Regions from separate parts of the Sus scrofa genome. Here region 2 is linked to region 1. A link is a contact called in public Hi-C data. All regions are on one chromosome and are shown on one strand. The core of a region is the stretch at or near the end of the contact, and the rest is flanking DNA. Distances in the headings are between cores, read along the strand shown.

Region 1 (5,808 bases), core at 2,017-4,516:
ATGTGTTGCCCTAGAAAGGAATGTGGTGCCATAAATGAAGGCACTTAGAGGGCAAAGGTCATGGTATGTAATTAGCACAGGCCATTTAAGGAAGAATAAGAAAATAATGTTTTACAAGCTGGTAGAAAGAGAAGCAAATAATCATTTAAATGTTCCAATTGTGAGTTCCGCCAGTGTGTGTGGTTTATTTTATAAGCAACTTTCTTTTCCAGTAAGACGCAAAGCAATACTAAGAAATGGGGCGCTCATTGTTACCCTGAAGTGTACACTACATGGGCCTCTTTGAGCTTACTTGTATAAGGCTGGTTTCCAGCACGTCATTTTTTTCTCTTACTCTCAAATTCATACTGATAGTGGAGAAATGATAAGTGGAGTAAAATAAAATATGGAAATCTCTTTAGACCATGGGAAATACTTTTAGCCAGTTTCTAGAAGGAAAGGAGCACTGGATTCTGGTTTATAAAAGTGAGAGATTCACAAAGGAAGCTGAAAAGTTTTTTCAGGACAACCCAGCCACCCAAGGCTTAAGTGACCCATTAATGTCATCTAGTTGCCCATTTCATTTAAAATAAATGAAATGAAATGAATTTTGGTATTGCAACTGACTTATTGTTTTGTATAGGAAGTGACTTCTGTGTAAGCAGAGGTGAATTAAAGGTCCTGGGAAGGCTTTTATGTCTCCATTGCATGCTTGTAATTACAACTTTCCTTTCCAGCAAGAGGCAAAGCAATACTAAAAAATGGGGCGTTCATTGTTACTGCTTTTTACACAGAAAAATAGAAACAGTGAAACTTTCTCTTTTTTTTTTTTTTCTTATCATTAAGATACTGGGCAGTAAAACTTGCCTACGTATATGTAAACTGAAAGTAAAATATGACAACTAAGCTAATAAAGACACTTATCTCCTTCTAGTAGATTGCTAAGTATCTTACTATCATTTCCTGTGAAGTCCCATGCAAAGGAACACTGTGATAGCTTATTCTGAAATTGTCAGAGGGCAAGCATTCTTTGTTCTACGCTAGTGATAAAACTGATCAGTCAACCAGTTGTTTCTATTTCAGGTGCAAGTTAAATTTCTTTTGGCATCATTAAGATGCACTCTTGGATTAAAAAAAAAAATTGATGATGGAAGACTATCTTACTCGAAAGGATGCTATGAGTTTATCAAAATGTAAATCTGGGAACTGGTTCCCATTCTTTGTTTCCTATACTGGGTAGTAAAAAGAACACATTAATGGAGTGAAACATGATCTCTTGCCTGCTAAATTCCAAGGAACCAATGCGATATTTAATTACTTACAGATATTGAGCATATTTCACTAATTTTTATTTTGTCTCAATTTTTTTCATTAGTCTTTATTTTTTTGTTTTAAGTTAGAGCATGCATGAAGAGGATGTATAAACATAGGACCTGAGGGCATAATACAGAAGAGTCACTTATAAAGGACTTCTTTGCACTGGGTTACAACATTCCTATATTGGCTACAAATCAATCACCAAATATTTGATAGTGGGTTGTGCTTAAACTGGCTCTGGGCTGGGATTGAACTTTTATTTGATTTAATATTTTCTTTTCTTTTAAATTTATTTTTCATTGTTATTTTGCCCAACATACTTTTTCTTCCCCCGCTCTGCAGCATGGGGACCCAGTGACACACACATGTATACATAATTTTTTCTCCCATTGTTGTGCTGCATTGTAAGTATCTACAGTATTTTATTTTCAATGACATTTCTAAACATGTGCTAAAGGACATAATCAGATGTTTTAATTTCATTTCCTAACATCTAAAGTCAAATAGAAAGTGCACATATTTCATGTCCGCATTTTAAAGAACTTAATTTGAGCTTCATAAATACAGTGTAATAAACTTAATTGTAGTGTTACTTTATTTGTTTTTGTTATTTAATTCTATAAGACCCTGCCCCTCTCTTAAGTTTTAACTTCGAAGGAGAAGAGGAATAAACTCAGGAAACTGAAAATGCAATTGATTAAGGCCTCACTAATTCCCCATTGATTATTTTGAGAACACTTCAAATAGTAAATCTCTTTTACCCATAAGATAGGAAACTCCTTGAGGACAAGAACTATAAACTCCTAAATTCCTAGCACTGTTTAGAGTCAAACTCGAATCTATCATGGGTATTTACTGATATTTTTAATGTAGTAGGTAAGGTCTACTCTCTTGATAGGGGCAACCCTGAAAAGAAGAAGGAAACAAAAGAGAGTGGGATTCATTGCCATATGCGCCTATTGTCTACTATAAAATATACAAAGTCTTGATAAATTCAATACATTTTCCTTTTGTGTCTAGAAATAAATGTAAACAGCTTAGCTCCCATTTTAACCATTACTGCCCTATTATAAAAGCAATGTCTATTCTTTGAGAAAAAAATTTTAAACAAAACCACATTGCAAGAAAAATGAAAACTGTCTATGGATGCAATACCAGATAAAGAGGCCAATTAATTTGTATATATTCATCTATAGGTAATTTGTAATTTTACACATGGTCCCTCACATTGACATCGAGTTTTAGGAATAACCCTGCTCTTTTCACATACCTGATTTCATTGGTAACTTTCTCAGTTAATTCAATAACCTATAAAATAGTTTAAGCGGATTTATCTTCTAAAAATACTTAAATATGAGCACTGTTTACTTTCTTACTATAATTTTTTTTTTTACTTTTAACATTGCAATTTCAATAAGGAATAAAATGCTACAACCACCAAAGGTGTTATCTGTGTGTGCTTTTTTAAAAAATTATTTCATGTGGTAAATTTCAAGAAGTAGAATAACTAATTCAAAATGACAATCATTTTTATTAATTGGACTACACAACACCAACTGTTTTGAATGCGATTTATTTCTGAGGACCTTAATAAGTAAAACCTTGTTTTTAGTGATCTTTTCCCTTTTCTGTTCATGTACGCACGTAGCCTAGTCATTATCTTCTGCTATTTAATACTGAAGGAATTCCTGCTAGGGATCTGCCTTTCTCCGTTAATTCTTGCCCTTTGCAGTTCTTTTTCGTCCCCCCAAGATATAATCATCTAGAACAGCAGGTCCCTGCAGAGAACTTGCACATTTGCTTTTAATCAAAAGACAAAGTTTATATTAAACTCAGTAAACAAAATCAGAGACTTGTATAAATAACAATTTGTGCATATCATTTTCATTTTTGCTAACACTTTTGACTCTGGTATTGATCTTTCGCCAGGTTGGGAAACTCGGAGGGCAAAGTGCAAAGTTCGAAAGTGGCTATTTGCCTCGAGGTTTATTGAAAATAAAACATCAGCGGAAGTCCGCTGAAGTAATTTGAGGAAACTTTTTTTTTTTTCTTCTAGGAAGTATGTCATTATTTGATTTCTAAGGTTCAGTCTGCTTAGAGAAAAATAATCGAGTGAAAACAGGCTTGAAACATTAGAAAGCTGGCAGGGAACATCTATAGACGTGGGTGACTTAATGCAGGCATGCAAAATTTCCAAGGGACTACTTTTCTTGTTCTATCCCTTTATCCTTTCATCATCCAAATACTGAAGCTATAAACTCCACGTTGCCCATCGCACAGCATGTGGACACAAAACAGTTGTCAAATGAGTGGATAAAGAAAAGGAAACGTTTTTGAAATGTTACTTTCAAGTTCTGTTAATAACCAGATTGATTTTTAAAAATCAGTCCAATTGATAGATTGCCATTATGCAGATAAAGACAAAGTGATTTTTTTTTTTTTAATTCTCACTTCCCAAGTTATTATCTTGCCTTCATGCAGGCACTTGCTGGGAGTGTTTTCACACTCAAACAAAACAAGTGCACTGGAGACAGAGCTGTTTTTAATTTTGAAAGGTAACTGAAAACATACAGAAGAGTTCTCCCGTGTTGGCTTAAAACTGCTGTATCTTAAGATTCTCAAGGTATTTATTAGAAAGTGTCCATCCAACTTATGGGAACTTTAACAGCCTCCCTTAGGTCAGACTGCAAATTAAGCCAGGAGTCAAGAACTTCAGTAATCTTTTCCCAGCGTCACGCAGTAGATCCTGGTTATTTTCAACCAAATTAGACATCCTTTGGGATGTTTATTCTCCCAACTAGCTGCTTTTCTCCTAATCATTCTAAGTTTCTTTACGATTTTATTTTAAAATTCTCTTAGTTTCTGATTACTACAGTGACTTAAGCATCGTCTATTGGAAATCTTAATCACATGCAAGGGGGGAACACAAAAATCATTTATGAATAAGACTCCAGCCAACAGGCACCCTCAAGCAATCTGAATACTTATGGAATGGCATGAAAATAGATCCAGAAAATTACACTAAAAGCTGGAGAAAATACAAACTACATAAAGCTGTGCTTTCACAAGACTCATATGACCAAGTATATAATATAAGGTCTTTTCTTTTCTGGAGCTTACTTTTTTTTTTTTTTTTTTTTTCTCTTTTTAGGGCTGTACCAGTGGCATAGGGAAGTTCCAGGCTTGGAGATCAAATTAGAGCTGTAGTTGCCGGCCTACGCCCCAGCCCCAGCAATGCCAGATCCGAGCTGTGTCTGCAACCTACACAGCAGGTCACAGCCATGCCGGATCCTTAACCCACTGAGCAAGGCCGGGATCCAACCTGCATCCTCATGGACACGAGTCGGTTTCGTTACTGCTGAGCCACAACGGAACTCCTGGAGCTTACATTCTATAGTGAAATGCATATAATAAATAAGTAGCCAAATATCTAGAAAAGAAAAATTTCAGATACTGTTAAGAGCCTTGAGCTAACAAAGCAGTGTTACGAAAGGATGGCCAGGAAAGACCTCATGTAGGATAGGGTAGCTGAAGTCCCTAAAAGAAGGTGACTATAGAAGGCCTTTGGGAAGAGAGGACAGAGAAAAAGAATAGGACACATAAGGCCCTAAAGTGTGGATACATTTTTATTGTAGCTTGTTTTTTCCTCCAGGGAAACAGGACAGCAATCAGATTGCTGACATATGGTAAATGCAGAGAAGAGAAGTAGGGCATGATAGAAAGTAAGCATCATATATCAGTGCAATGAAAGCGACAGCAGCCATGGACAGTAAAACTGACCGATTTATACTTGAGCCATCATTACAGCTGCCGTGTTGAATGTGGGTTATTGGGGAAACTACCCAGGACCCTACCCTACCGTTAGATCGCCTGAGATGCAAGTAGCAGAGAACCAAAGTAGTGGTTACTTAAATGAGATGAAATTGTCACTTTCATTTAGGTGACAGTTAGCAATTTAGGGCTGATAGCCTATATCCTTCCATCCTGAACCTGAGCTGCTCACAGATTGCTATTCTACTCTCCTCAATGAGGGTATGAAGGACGGAGGAAAATGGCAAGAACAGTTCCTTCTGAAAGTTGCCTCTGTCACTTTCTTCCATCAGTGGTCAGAAAGGAGTCACGTGGCTAAGCGGGCAGTCAGGGAGGTCAAGGGCCCTGCCACAAATCAGGCTGACGTCCCAACCATCGTACTACTGTATAAAGACAAGACTGGGACTAAAACGAAAAGTGCCAAGAGCGGTAAAGGAAAAGCGTGGAAATCCTTGAGTTACTGAATGAATATCCCTGGGTTACTACACTACGAAACCCTGAAAACATCCTCTCTCAAGAATTCTCGAGAATAAGACAAGATCGTGTGTGCTTTATATTTCGTCCGTTATGAGTCGGGTCTTCTGTCACTTGTGGCCAATTGACTCCTGCGTGATGGAATCTCTAGTGGCGCAGAGATCCCTGGTGAAGGCACAGTCTCCACCTTCTCCAGGGTGTCTGTCCACAGGATGCACTTTTTTTTCC
Region 2 (5,808 bases), core at 1,898-4,397, 74 kb before region 1:
TGTGTTATTGAAAATTTTGTTATTGTAACAAGAACAATGCTGATTGTAAAGTCTTCCAACACACTGGGAGGAAGAGCCTGGACAATAAATAAGACGAGGGTCACCACAAGCAAATAAACAACAGCCACAACAAAACTCCAACTGAAAGCTCTACCGATTCCCCTGTGTCTTTTTATGACATCTCCTCCATGACCAGGTTTCTGGATGAAAACATTGCTTCCTTTATATTCTTTGTAGCGGTGCCAATACCCTTCAGACAAACACCACCAAAAACACAGCTGTAGTTAAACAATTCGGGCTTATTGTTCGTCGCAGAAGAGAAGGCCATGTACCATGAACAACCCGGGGGGTGTTTCAGTTAGACGCTGTTAGAAAGAACCTGTTCTAAGAATTGGGCTTTAGTTGGGTGATTTAATGAAGGGTAAGAAAGCCAGAGGTGGCTCTACGTTGGATCAAGCAGGACCATTCTATGATTATCTTAATAAATCTTGCCTATACCGACCGAGGGGACACTAGATGAGGATAAAGCTCTAGGTGGTCAAATATCCATCCCCCTTTTTAGCCAAGAGAGAGTGGCATTCGTATTTGGTGGGTGGCACTAGCAGGACTTTTTTTTATTCTGTGCTTAGACCAAATGATCTAGCGTGACGTGGCCTTGTTTTGTCTCTTTCATCACAGTCTCAGGGTGACCTTGCCCAAGTCGGGTATTCTGTGAGCTGGGGGATGTGGGGGATGGTCCAGAGCAGCATGCTCTCCGGATGAGCCCAGGCTTCTTTCTGGATATCAGATGCACTTGTTGTCTTACTTGCTCAGCAGCATGCTAGCAGTTTCACTTCTGTATCCAAGTGGGCTTTATTCCTATACCTTTATTGTTATCATGAAATGATTTCCAACTTACATTATATTTATGGATCTTCATTCTAAAGTACTGTTTATAAATGTTATGTGGGTGATGATGTGATGATGATTATAATTGAATGAATAACAATAACACCAGCAAAGGGAAAGCAGAGTATATGAGAGAAGAAACGGGGGGGCGGTGAGAAGGATATCTCAGTGAGTGCTAACCATGCCCCCCCAGGTGGATGCCTTATCTTTCTTTCTTTCTTTTTATTAATTTTAATTTTTTCGCCACCCCAAGGCATATGGAGTTCCTTGGCCAGGGATCAGATTCTATGCCACAGCTGCGGCAACACTAGATGCTTTAACCTACTGTGCTGTGCAGAATCGAACCTGTGTCCTGGTGCTGCAGAGATGCCATTGATACTGTTGTACCACGGTGGGAACTCCTGTCTTATCTTTTTTGGGGGGGAGAGGCCACCCTAGGCATACAGAAATTTCTGGGCCAGGGATCGAACCTAAACCACAGCAGTGACAATGCCAAGTCCTTAACCAGTATGCCACCAGGGAACTCCGTGACTGCCTCATCTTAACTAATATACGTGCAACCATGAGCAGTAGGTATTTATTACCTGTATTTCTCATAAAAGGACACTGAGGGAACAAAAGAATTGTTAATTTGAGAGAGATAGTAGCTTATAATATGTCTTTAGCTGATTTCTCCAGAAGCAGAGGATTAATATAAAACTGTTTTGTTTGTGTTTGGCGGTTTGATTGATATAGAACATTATAGTAGAATGCACGTTTTTAAAAGAGTTTTCCCTGGGAAACACCAGTGGGGAATTAGGGAAGTGAGATGAAGAAGGAAGGATGGCTAAGAAAGAGTCAGTCCCACAAAGAGACAAAAAATAAACAGATGAAAATTTAAAAATCAGAGTTCCCTGGTGGCCTAGCAGTTAAGGATCTGGTGCTGTCACTGCTGAGACATGGGTTTGATCCCTGGCCTGGGAACTTCTGCATGCTGTGGGATTAGCCAAAAAAAAACCCCCCAAAACAAGAAAAAAACAAACAAACAAAAAACCCTCTCAGGATGACACACATACCAAGAGTTGTCAGGAGTCTCCATTGCTGTGAAATCCTAAGCAATGGAGACTCTCCTTGTCCACAAAGTCGGTGTCTATAGCCCACTGACTCTGAAAGGTCAGGAGCATCAGAAACACCCAGAGGCCTCGGTAAAACAGAGTTTCTCATTTCATAGGTGTGGGTCTCAAGAATTTTTATTATTTTTAACAAGTTTCCAAGCAAAGCTGCTCCTCCAGGGACACTGTCTTAAAAGCACTGACATAGTGTGTGGACAGACCTTCAGCCAGGAGACACGGCTGCTGGCTCTGGGCAGTGAGGCAGAGCTCTGGGAGCTGGCACAGACGAAAACCATGCAGCAGCCCGGGAGGCCGGACAGAATACTGTCGCCTCACGCCAGTCTGGACCAGGGTCTTTCTGAATCCAGATCTGGTGGCACTCTCAACACGTGTGGGATAAGACTTCCTAATGTGCATCACGAGAAGCCACAGAATAGACCTATGTGGGGCTTGTCAAAGTGAACTGAAGATAGGTGAGAGAGGATGGGGCCTCAAATCGCACAGTTTAGAAGCTGGGCATCTATATTAATTAAAACTTGACATATGTATTTACATACTTGGCGGCATTTTGGTTGGCTCGCCGTATCCCCTCTGTGCTGAGGCCCTAGAACCACAGCTGTACATTTTTACTACTTTAACCAACTGGTTCTGGCTGCAAAATTTTAGAAGTTCTACCTGCCATCATGGTATCTGCTATGCTATGGCTCTCATGATTTAGTTTTCATTTCACATAATTATTTTATTCAGTAAAGGTGATTATTCTAAGTAGCTAACCAAACTGGATTTACTATTTATGATGTCCTAAGGCACATCCTATTGATAAATTCACAGTCGATAGATTAGCTTATGAATACCTTGTTCTCAATTTGGGGTTTGGGGAAGAGGTCCCTGTACCTATGACCATAAAAAATCTCCCTTTCTCCAGTCCAGGATTTCAACCCACAGAAGAGTTTCTTGTCACAGGAGCACAGGTCAGCAGGAATGTTCTGGAAAGGGTTTAGGACGAAAGTGGATGCCAGTGCACAGTTTATCTATGCGACACTTTTTTCCTATGGGCTGTTAGAATAATGCTCGTTCTATGCTTGATTCGGGCAGTACCAGGGTTGTCCATATGTTTACACACAAATCTTTACTGCACCCAGTGAGGTAAATACACGAGGGTTTGGCAGAACTGAAGGCTGTTCCATGCATTTTTCATGAGAGAAATTTCAATAAAGTGAAATAACCCGGTGTCCCAAACAGTATGCCAACAAATGACAAGAAAGGCTGTTTACATTTGGATTGTGCAACCAGAACAGCTTGGATTTCCTACATTCCAAGGCTGCCAGCCAGCCCTTTCAGTTAGTCCATTTTTTTTTTTTTTAAAAGGTTCAATTAAAAAAACAAAACAAAACAACAAAAACTGTTTTAAGAACTACCTGGAAAACATGTACTATAAAAAAATTTTAGTTAAAAGGGTTTTTTTTTTTTTTTGTCTTTTTGCTATTTCTTGGGCCGCTCCCGCGGCATATGGAAGTTCCCAGGCTAGGGGTCCAATCGGAGCTGTAGCCACCGGCCTACGCCAGAGCCACAGCAACGCGGGATCCGAGCCGCGTCTGCAACCTACACCACAGCCCACGGCAATGCCGGATCGTTAACCCACTGAGCAAGGGCAGGGACCGAACCTGCAACCTCATGGTTCCTAGTTGTATTCGTTAACCACTGAGCCACGACGGGAACTCCAAAAAGGATTTTTTGAAAGATACCATCACACATAGAATTTCCGTTGCCCCATGCAAAGTTTGTTGACATTTTGACCCAAATTATCTCAATGATTTCAATGTCATGATTACCAGAAATATTCATAGAGTTGAGGCAAAAATATTTTGTTCTTAGATTTTCTGAACAGGAGCCCTTCTTCCCCTGCTAACTAAAGACCGCGTATAGTCCTGCAACCCTCCAAATGTGCCGAGTAGACATAATTTTAAAATAAGTAAGGAAATAATAATGGGAAGTGAAAAAGATAACATGAATATAAAATACATTCCGATGTCAGCTAATATTCTTCTATATACATTCATGATTTTCAAAATATGGTCACTGAATCAACAATATCCACACCACTTGGGAATTTGTCAGTATGCAAATTCGAGGGTCCCTTGCTTAGACTTACTGAACCCTAGGTTTAGAGTCCAGTAATGTGTGTTTTAACAAGGTTCCATGCCAGAATCAGAACCAGAGACCCAGTAGATGATATTTAGTGACTAAATGATAACCACGGAACTCAGAAGAATAAGTAACAGAATGTGGTACCACAGCAGAAATGACAACTTCATTTTTTAGGTGTTGTCTATTTAAGCTCCTGCATAAAGAGAAAGAAAGAATAGAGAAAAAGTACAACATTTTGACAGTATTATGGGCTGTTTATTTTTGCCCCATGCTTTTTAGTTTTTTCCAAGATCTCTTCATTAAATGTGTATTCTTTTTGTGATTATAGCTATGTTATTGAAGAGAAAAGCAAGAAGGATCTTTACACATATTGTGGTGCATTTAGAAACGGTGCCAGGTTCTCATACAGAGCAAACACCATCCAGGGTAGAGCAGATGTGCATAAGTGGCTCTGTTCTCTTCATAAAGTATGAGAAACTGTCATCACATAGATTATAACCACATTTTCACCTGCTCTTTTGGTAGGCGTTTGAAACTGCTTGGCACACAGCAGACTCAAACTTGGGGAATCCCTGGCTGAGAGGGATGTTGCCTCGGGGGACTTTCTTGTTCACATTCCTGCTGTGCGTTGAGCACCTCTCTTGCTCTGGTTTGCAAAAGGAGGAGGTATTCATGGCTTCTTTGTTAGCCAAATTGATGTTTTAAGGGGTTTTTTTTGTTGTTGTTGTTTTAAATGATGGAGCAGGTAAATGCTTACATTTTGGGAAATAGCTGAAGTCATCCTTGGAGAGTTAAAGAAAAGGAAATCAGACAGGTCTTTCTGAATGTCTAACTCGGTTCTGTGCTGGAATGGCCAAGGAATTCAGAAGCAAAGTCTGCCTTCCAAAGTGAATGAGTTTTCTATTGCTGCTATACCAAAGCAACACAAGCATGTCTTAAAACAGCACTCATTCATTCTCTTATGGTTCTGGAGGTCAAAAGTTCTAAATTCAAGGAGTTGGTAAGGCTAGGTTCCTCCTGGAGGCTCTGGGGAAAATCCATTTCTTTGCCTTCTCTAGCTTCTGGAAGTTGCCTACCTTCCAGGTTCATGGCCTCCTCAGTCAGTCTGGTCTCTCTTTGCATCAGCACATCTTCAAGTCTCCTGCTTTCCTCTTATACTTGTAAGGACCACAGTGATTACAGTGTGCCCACCCAGACAATGCAGGAGGACCTCCCCATCTCAGTACCTTTAACTTAATCGTGTGTGCAGAGTCCCTTTTGCATGTAAGGTAACTTGTTTATAGGTTCTAGGAATTAGGACAGAAGCATTTGGGGGGAGCCATTATTCTGTTCATCATACACAGGAGAAAAGTTTTCAATGCTGAACTAGACTATTCTTTAACCACATAGCAAAAGAATACTAAACTCTAGGATTCCTGTCACATTTGTGAAAGAGGGCGCGACCTCAAGGGTTACAAATCATTCCTGATAATGACAAGGGCCCATGCAATGTGCTAATGAAGAAAACCAAGCTTATTTAGCAATATTAAGTTGAATTTACAAACACTTGGGCATTAAATAAAATGACACTCATCGTTTACATATTATAAAAGGCATGCATTGAGAGTACACATTAACATCAATATTAAAAATAGAGAGTAAAAAAAGAATGATAATCTCTTAAGTATTTATTTGCATATGC

Evidence for each region. A called contact is a pair of places that touch in the nucleus more often than the background predicts.
Region 2: a contact with region 1 is called in a Hi-C map of liver, with 2.6 times the contacts expected there. The contact joins two enhancer-like sites. A contact is called at or near these places in 3 of 47 Hi-C or Micro-C datasets (liver and skeletal muscle).

Annotation. Positions count from the first base shown.
Region 1 is chr12:9,730,334-9,736,141 of Sscrofa11.1, reverse strand. No RefSeq gene overlaps it. Among named protein-coding and RNA genes, the nearest start is that of KCNJ2, 620 kb to the left of the region's middle. Within about 2 kb of position 3,266, at least 1 of the 83 cell types and tissues checked has an H3K27ac peak or open chromatin away from gene starts, as enhancers often do. A contact at or near this core is called in liver, where this site is marked.
Region 2 is chr12:9,804,165-9,809,972 of Sscrofa11.1, reverse strand. No RefSeq gene overlaps it. Among named protein-coding and RNA genes, the nearest start is that of KCNJ2, 550 kb to the left of the region's middle. Within about 2 kb of position 3,147, at least 4 of the 83 cell types and tissues checked have an H3K27ac peak or open chromatin away from gene starts, as enhancers often do. A contact at or near this core is called in liver, where this site is marked.